2 separate regions of the Mus musculus genome follow, and region 2 is linked to region 1. Evidence: chromatin contacts called from public HiChIP or PLAC-seq data. All regions are on one chromosome and are shown on one strand. Each heading gives the region's core, a stretch centred on a gene start, on an enhancer-like site or on the middle of the called end of the contact. The rest is flanking DNA. Distances are from core to core; before and after follow the strand shown. Region 1 has its middle 35 kb from the start of Steap3. Region 2 has its middle 27 kb from the start of Marco.

The links. HiChIP or PLAC-seq counts read pairs in DNA pulled down with a chosen protein or histone mark.
Region 2: an H3K4me3 HiChIP or PLAC-seq map of bone marrow-derived macrophages shows a contact between it and region 1, with 5 times the contacts expected there. The contact joins two enhancer-like sites. A contact is called at or near these places in 2 of 484 Hi-C or Micro-C datasets (the G1E-ER4 cell line and the N1E-115 cell line), 1 of 115 datasets of contacts at active chromatin or transcription factors (bone marrow-derived macrophages) and 1 of 9 other capture datasets (embryonic stem cells).

What each region holds. Positions count from the first base shown.
Region 1 is chr1:120,291,849-120,295,987 of GRCm38.p6, reverse strand. No RefSeq gene overlaps it. Among named protein-coding and RNA genes, the nearest start is that of Steap3, 35 kb to the right of the region's middle. Within about 2 kb of position 1,982, at least 57 of the 459 cell types and tissues checked have an H3K27ac peak or open chromatin away from gene starts, as enhancers often do. A contact at or near this core is called in bone marrow-derived macrophages, where this site is marked.
Region 2 is chr1:120,530,312-120,534,450 of GRCm38.p6, reverse strand. No RefSeq gene overlaps it. Among named protein-coding and RNA genes, the nearest start is that of Marco, 27 kb to the right of the region's middle. Within about 2 kb of position 2,135, at least 29 of the 459 cell types and tissues checked have an H3K27ac peak or open chromatin away from gene starts, as enhancers often do. A contact at or near this core is called in bone marrow-derived macrophages, where this site is marked.

The sequences.
Region 1 (4,139 bases), core at 733-3,232:
CTGGAGAAACCATTATCCATGCTGCGGGGAGACCCAGTGTACTGCTTTGGGGTCACCCATGCTTCTGTAAGCAACACCTCTGTAAATAAGCCTAATAAACTCGCTGGTTTTCTGGGGTGAACCCTTGAATAGAAACATAGTTTGGTGTGTTCTTGGGAATTTATAGAGAGAGACAAGTGCTATTTATGTCATCCAGGAGAGAAATCTCAAAAGAACAACATCAAAAATACTGTTTTAATGTTGTCGACATCAGGGGTTGTTAGTATGTCTTGGTTTAATTGTAGACTTGGAACTTAATGTACATGTTGTAAATAGCCATGTTTGTGTGATAAGAAAGTGTACTCTTTTCACACGTATACCTACAAAGAGGAAAGGTTGCATCCCCCAACTTGACCTCTAGGCCCCTCATCTACTCCCATGTTGGAAATCCTGAATACACATGAGCCAAGAGGTCTCCCTGATTTCTCTTCAAGTCTAATCATGTGTTCATTCTTATATTTTTCTCCCCTTTTTTAAGGCTCCAAAAGGAAGACTTCAGCCTGTACTGTTCTATCATCCTGAAACGATTGTCTTTCAAGGGCAAAGCTCTCTGCTGCATCAAGTGGCTGCAGAGGCACGGGGTGTGCAGCTGAGCCATCCATCCTGTCTTAATGATGCCAGGAAGGAGGCAGGTTCACAGGTGGAAGACTGAGACAGCTTCTGCTCTCCGAGGAATGCAAGGACAGGCAAAGAACAAGAGGGAACAAAGGGAACAACTTCTGCTCCCCCAACCCCATGCTAGGGATTGAACGGAGGACTCAGGCATGTTGGTCAAGTGCCCATCCAGTGAACTACATCCCCAGCAGTAGACATTCTGCTTTTTAAGGCGACGCCAAGAAATAATTAAGGACTGGCTTAGTGGATGAAAGGACTTGCCACCAAGCCTGAGGATCTAAGTTCAAATCCTAGGACTCAGATGGTAGAAGGAGAGATCTCTCCTCCAAGTTGTCCTCTGACCTCCATGTGCAAGGCATGATGTGCATGTGCCCTGTGCCCTCACACATACAAAAGTACACAGACACAGGTAGATAGGTGATAGATAGGTAGATAGATAGATAGATAGATAGATAGATCAATTAATTTTTAAAACTAAACATTTTAAAAAGTGGTTGTTAACTGGAAAATAAAAAAGTCAAGCCACAGCTGTTGGCAGTGATATTGATCCATCTTTACCCCACAAAACAAAAGCTATTTTAGGTTAAAACAAAAAGAAGCAAGGAGGAGCTGGAGACATATACCAGTCAGCAGAACACCTGCCTACAAGGTGTATAGCCCTGGGTTTGATCACCAGCATTCTATAAAACTGGACATGGTGACACACAACTGTAATTCCAGCAATTGGGAAGGAGATATAGGAGGAATGCAAGTTCAAAGTCATTCTTGGCTACAGAATAGGTCTGAGGCCAGCCTAGGATGTGGGAGACCTGGCCTCAAAAAAATAAAAATAAAAAAAGGAAAGAAAGAAAGAGAGAGAGAGAGAGAGGGAAATGAAAAGAAAGACAGAACGTTTGCTTTTTGTTCTTGTTTTAAGGAGGGATGCACCCATTTCCTAATCTCTGTCAGGGGACAGGGACTCGGGGATACTGACTGCCTCAACAGAGTGCTCACACTCTTCAGAGGCAGACATACAGCTGTGTGTGGCCTTGAATGAAGGGGAAGGGAGAGAAGGAGAGATGGAGGAATTCAAAAGAAGCAGAGGACAACAGAGCAACAGAAGTGGAAGCTACCACTGAAGCCCTATGGAGACTGCCTGGCTTGAGTGTTGCCTTAGTTACTTTTCTGTCTCAATGACAATAGCATATCAGACACAAAGCAACATGGGGAATATGGGTTTTACTTTACCTCACTTTCAGGGGGAATATAGTCCATTATGGCAGGACAAGCAAAACAAACCGAATGAGCATGAGGTCAGACTAGCAGTCAGGAAGCAGAGAGCAGAAAAACAGGAAGTGAGGTCAAGCTATAAGCCTTCAAAGCCCACCCCCAGTGGCATACTTCCTCTACCTCCTAAAGGTTTGGCAGCTTTCCCAAACAGCACTACCAGCCAACAAGCAAGTATTCAGACATGTGTAAGGAACATTTCATGTTCAAACTACAACAGATGTGGTTTGCCCCCCAAGGCTCATGTGGCTTGGTCCTCTCTGTGGTGATGTCATGATATTAAAGTGATATGTGACATTTACCATCGTAGTGTTGTCTCTGTGTATGTGAAGAATGGGAGGGGCACCCAATCACCTGCTGTAAGGGACCATGATTCACTTAAGAGTGATATTCCAGGTTCAAATAGTATGTAAATGTAAAGAGTGTTTTATTCTGCAGAAGTCCAGCATGCTGTGGTCGGTCTACCACCTACAAAGATGGAGAGACACTGAAGTGAGCTCACAGGCCTGATTTAAAGCACATTAGGGAAATTCTGGGGAAGGGTAAGTGACCTCTATCTTAATCTTGGCTCTATCACTAAGGACATCCCAGAATCATTGCAGGGCAGGGGTGGGGGGGCTGGAAACTGTTGCTGGGGAAGTCTGGAAACTGTTGTTGAGAAAGTCTGGAAACTGCCACTGACACACTGTCCTTGCCTTGGGTGGTGGGGCAGCTTCTGAGGCCTGAACTTGCCTGGATTTGCCCAGTTCTTGGAAACAGAAATATAGGCCTAGTCTTCTAAGCCTGTAATAGAGTCAGCTTGGCCTCCTCGATGCTTGTTTTCTCCTCTCCTGGTGGGGTGGCTGATCCTGTGGCCTCAGACAAACAGAAGCTGCTAGAGGAAGAAGGTCAAAGCAGCACGGAAGGATAGGAGTCAAATGGCCCACCCAGGGTCTCAGCTGGAAGGCTGAACTGTGAGAAGATAAACAGACCTCCTGTTGGGCCTGCTCCAAAGCACTGCTGGTCTGGATCCTGTGAGAACGTCCCTATCATCCTGGAAGATGGCCCCCAACAGAGGTTTTCAGGCAAGAAGTAAGTGGACCTCCACTAAACCAATGGTGAAGAAAGACATTTTGTGGGAGTATGCATGCAGCTGCAAGCATTTGGCACTCAGAGGACAGCTTGTGAGAATCGGTTCTCTCCTCCTCCCTTGCTTCTTCTAGGATTTGAACTCAAGTTGAGGGACTCTAAAGGGCTTTTGTCCCTCCTTACAGCTTCGCCCTCCCGCCTAGGGACAAGGCTAGGCCAAGTTTCATTCTCCACCCAGAGGAATATTCTAGAGTTAAAAAAAAAAATCTCAGAATGTACTGACTGATAGTCACCTGACCATATGGAAAGTCCCAGGTAGAGTTCAAATGCGTGTCATGCTTGCTAGCCAATAGATTTAAAGGTCAATATGCTTAGCCAATAACTTTGATCTGTAACCTTGCTGATGTAACCTGTAATAGCCATTGGGGTGGCCTTCTAGTCACTTGCCTTGAGGGACTAATTGAAGGTCGACGTAGGCACACTGGAAAATAAACCTCTTACTTTTGCATCGATCTGCATTTCAGGGTCTCACTTGGGGGATCCTCAAAGTAATACCAATGACCGAAGGTTGGGGTCTTACAAAGTCATCAGGCTTGGCTGGAAGAGCCCTTATCCACAAAGCCATCTCACTGACCTGAGCAAGACCTTCTGACTGGTTGGGAAACTCCATGAGAGAGACAGCGTTTTCATAGTCATGTGCAGAAGATGGTCAGGTGATTTCTGTGTCGTACCAGTAACAGAAAGCCCCACAATGAGGCATTGGCTGTCCCTTCGCCTTATTTATTGTATGTTGCTGTGGTGGTTTGAGTAGGTTTGCCCCCTCCCCCATAGACTCTTGTGTTTGAATAGTTGGCCTACAGGCAGTGGCACTATTAGGAGGTGTGGCCTTCCTGGACTGAGTGTGGCCTTGTGGGTATGGTGTGTCCGTATAGGGATGGGCTTTGAGATTTCCTATGCTTAGGCTCCTCCCAGTGTGATATTCTAGTCTCCTCCTGGCTGCCTTCAGAGCCAGATGTAGTCTCTACATCATGTTTGCTTCCATGCAGCTGTGCTTCCCATCATGATAATAGATTAAACCTCTGAAACTGAAAGCCAGTCCCAGTTAGATGTTTTCTTTTATCAGAGTTGCCTTGGTCGTGGTATCTCTTCAC
Region 2 (4,139 bases), core at 886-3,385, 240 kb before region 1:
TTCAGTTAATTCCAGACTTAGTCAAGCCAATAACTAAGAATAAGGAGCGCACTGAACAATCCCTAGGGCCTCTGGCTTCCAGTCTAGCTAAAAAGACAGAGAGAGCCTGCCTCAGGGGAACTGGTATAGAGTAGCCAACAAGGACACTGGTCACCTCTTCTGGACCTGTGCTCATGCATACAGGTGTAGTCATATACTTAGACAAGAGACAAATCACTGACCTGGCCTGCATCAGCCAGGGACATCGGGTACCTGAAGGCTTTGAGTGACATACACACTGACATCAGGTGTTACTCAAGGAGGAAGTTTGTGTCAACATGCCACACCATCATTGGCTGTCAACAACTCCCTGTCACTGCTTGGCTTCACTCTGGTCTTTTTCTCTCTCAGTCTTTTCCCTTGTTCCACAAAATAGTTGCATGTTTGTGCAGAACCACAGATGGTGTCAAGGATCCAAAACCGGAAAAGATGAGGAAGTAAGAACGCCATTCTAAAACAGACTTTCAGTCAGCATCATGGACAATGCAGGCTCTGGGCCGAGGACCTGCAGCTGGCATCATTCGTGTCCCGCACCTGGTGTTGCTGGCTTCCTGCTCTATGTACCAAGAAAGGAAATCGGGAAGGTGGAGATGGTGCCTTGGAGAATGTGACCATGTGCACAGGGCATGGAACGGACATCTTGTCGAAATGTTCCTAAACATGGGAAGGGCCTGGGGGAGTTTGTGTCTTTCTAGCCAAGAGTGTCAGCAGAGATAGGGACAGAAAAGCAGCAACTCTGTCACTAGTACTGGGAGAGTCCCTTTTCTCTTAGGGCCCTGCTTTTGTGAGGAAAAGAATTCAAGGACAGGCTAGTGAGAAGCAGTGTTGGAGTCCATTCGTTTATTGTGTGTGTGAGAGTGCAGGCACAGGTGTGCCAGTGGCACATGGAGAGGACAGAGGATAACTTTTGGGAATCAGTTCCCACTGTCACCTGGTGAATCCCAGGCATGGAACTTAAGTTGTCAGGCTGTATGCATCACTTTTACCCACTGAGCCATCTCACCAGCCTGAGTTGCTGTTTCTTGAATATAAAGGGACAGGGGAGTGATTTAACTCTATTTTAAGTAAAATATATTTAAAAATAGGAAGAAAGGTGTTCAGGGGCAGAAGAGAGTCAGAGAGCATGGGTTCAGGCTTTCAAAGATGAGTAGTTGTGAGCTGTTTCTCACTGTGGGTGTGTATAGGGTTTGAGGGCTCCCGAGTTAAAGCTCTAACCCTGATAAAAAGCACCCTTAACATTGCTCAGAGGGAAGTGGGAAGTAAAAGAATTTTCTTGTTATAAAAAGTTGCAAGCTGGTTTTCTGAAGGGTTTTCTTAGATGTCGGGTGAGAGGATCCTCAGCATTACTAGGCCATTTGAGGTCACAGATAAACACAGGTTTTATGATCTTTGGTGGTGAGGTCTTTAGGACAACATGTGCTGTCTCAGTCGGCAATTTGGACATTATCAGCGGTGTCCAAAGCCCCCTGACTTCCTCAGCAGGAAGGAGCAAGTGAAGCCCAGGGTGGCCTTTTCCTTTCCCGTGTCCCCATGACTTTCCCCTGTGTTCCTCTCCTGCCTCAAGAGGACAGTGACAGGCCTGGTTGTTCCACCAGGCTTGCCCACCGCCTTCTGTGGCCCATGACATCATGATGAGCTTTGCGGACTGAGCAGCAGCTGAGTTCTGAAGCCTCAGCAGCTTCTGCTTTCTCTCTGAGCCCCTGTTCCTCTGTGAGGTGGGTTTGCATACATCTTTCCTGCTGATGTGCCTGGCTCACAGGCTGTAGCCACAGCGTGCCCACAAACCTCAGGGACAGTCCCCATCAGCATCCACTAATGCTCTGGAACTCACAAGGGAGATCCCTAAAGAGGAGAGCTACCGTTTTTATCGTCATGGTGAAACCATCTCACTCTGACCCCTCCCTCTCACTGCCCCCATCCTTAACCCCCATTCTGTTCCCCCCACTCTTATCCCCCATGCTGACCCCTCTACTCTGAACCCTGACTCAAACACCCTTACCTTTACTATCTTAATTTGAAGATCTCCTTTGACCACCTCACTATGACTGGAAGTAAAGGCCAGAGGAGATGGATGGACCTAGCTTTGCTCTGAGCCCTGGAGAGGCTGTCTGAACTGTCTAGTCACTCTGCATGGTTGCCTGCCTCCTTGCCAGAGTAGAAGCCCCTAGAGAAGACCAGGAGGCATTGCAATGCTCTCTCTCTCTCTATCTCTCTCTCTTTCTCTGTCTCTCTGTCTCTCACATAAACACACACACACACACACACACACACACACACACACACACACACACACTGCACGGGGATGGTTCTTGCTGGCTACTGAAGAATTGAGAAGTTGGGAAACTCGAGGAAGAGGAGGCTCCTGGATATTGTCCTCTGGCCCCATGAGAGGCCACTCCTACTTCCCCTGTTCTTTCTAAAGTTTGACTCTTGAAATATGAAAACCCAACCATGAGTCTGCAGATTTTTATTTATGCAAGTGAGGAGTTTCCAAGCCCATGATTTTATTTTGACCCAAGCTGAGGTGGAGAATCTACAATAGAAAATCACTTCTCTGTTCCAGATTACACCAGCCTTGACCCTGCCTGAGACAAGGCCAGTCTTCTCGCAGGCTAGGGTCTTGGACTGAGGCAGAGGGAAAAGGTGAAGGCAAGACAGAAAAAAATTATCAAAGTGGAAGACCCAGTGGGGATATTTCCAGCACAATATGATGCTGTAATTGGGAGCCACAGGAAAACAGGCCATGCTTGCTTATGACCTCTAAGGGGATGGCCAGAGTTTGTCCAGGCTTCTTGTCGTGAGCACTGCTTCAAAAGAGTCCTTGTACCCACATCAAAAAACATAGCACAAATGCTTTCTTAGACATAAGGCCAAATTGCTCATCAAAAGAGGTTTAGAGACCCCCGCCCCCCCCCAGCATCTCAGTCATGAGAATGACCTCTTACCTGTTTATTCCCCCCCAGCATCTCAGTCATGAGAATGGCCTCTTGCATGTTTATCCCCCACACCAGCATCTCAGTCATGAGAATGACCTCTTACATGTTTACTGCGCCCCCAGCATCTCAGTCATGAGAATGGCCTCTTGCATGTTTATCCCCCCCCCCCAGCTTCTCAGTCATGAGAATGACCTCTTACATGTTTATTCCCCCCCCCAGCATCTCAGTCATGAGAATGGCCTCTTGAATGTTTATCCCCCCCCCCCCAGCGTCTCAGTCATGAGAATGACCTCTTACATGTTTATCCCCTCCAGCATCTCAGTCATGAGAATGGCCTCTTGCATGTTTATCCACCCCACCGCCCAGCATCTCAGTCATGAGAATGACCTCTTACATGTTCACTCCCCCCCACCCCCAGCGTCTCAGTCATGAGAATGGCGTCTTTTACTCAGATGTTTGGGCCAGCTTTTTGTTCTTTGTATCCCAACATGTTCAAAACTGGAAGCCCTATCTTTTATGACTCATTTTTTTTTTACCCTGAAAAAGCATTTTTGTCCATTTTCCTACTTTTAGTTGTGCTCTTTACATGTGGAGATGTCATTTGCAAAAAATGTTTTTTTTTTTCTTAATGGAGATGGAATACATGTGTCATGAGAGCAGAAGGGGTGATGATTTGGGGGAAAGGAAACCAGGAAAAGGAAGGCAAGGACCAGGGAGGAGAACAATGGCGTAGCAGGGTGGATTGAGACAACGTATAATGACACACCTATTTGAAAATGTCAAGATGAAAACCATTGCTTTGTTTAAAATTTATTCTTAATTTATCATATTTAAAACAAAACTTCCTATCTCCCTATCTGGCTAGCTGGAACTTTGATGTGGTCAATGTTCCTGGTTGGAAATTTCTTTCATATTCCTATAGTCAGATCATCTCTTTTACATCTGACTTGTGTGCCTTTTTATTTATTCATTTATCTATTGTAACAGGTTGCTGACCAATCGCCCCAATGTAATTTATTAAAAGGGTCCAAACACACACACACACACACACACACACACACACACACACACACACACACCCCTGCAAAACATTTTTGTTAGTATTTTTAATGTACTTATTTTAATGTACATTAGATTCGTAAATTCATGTAGGAACAGTTGACA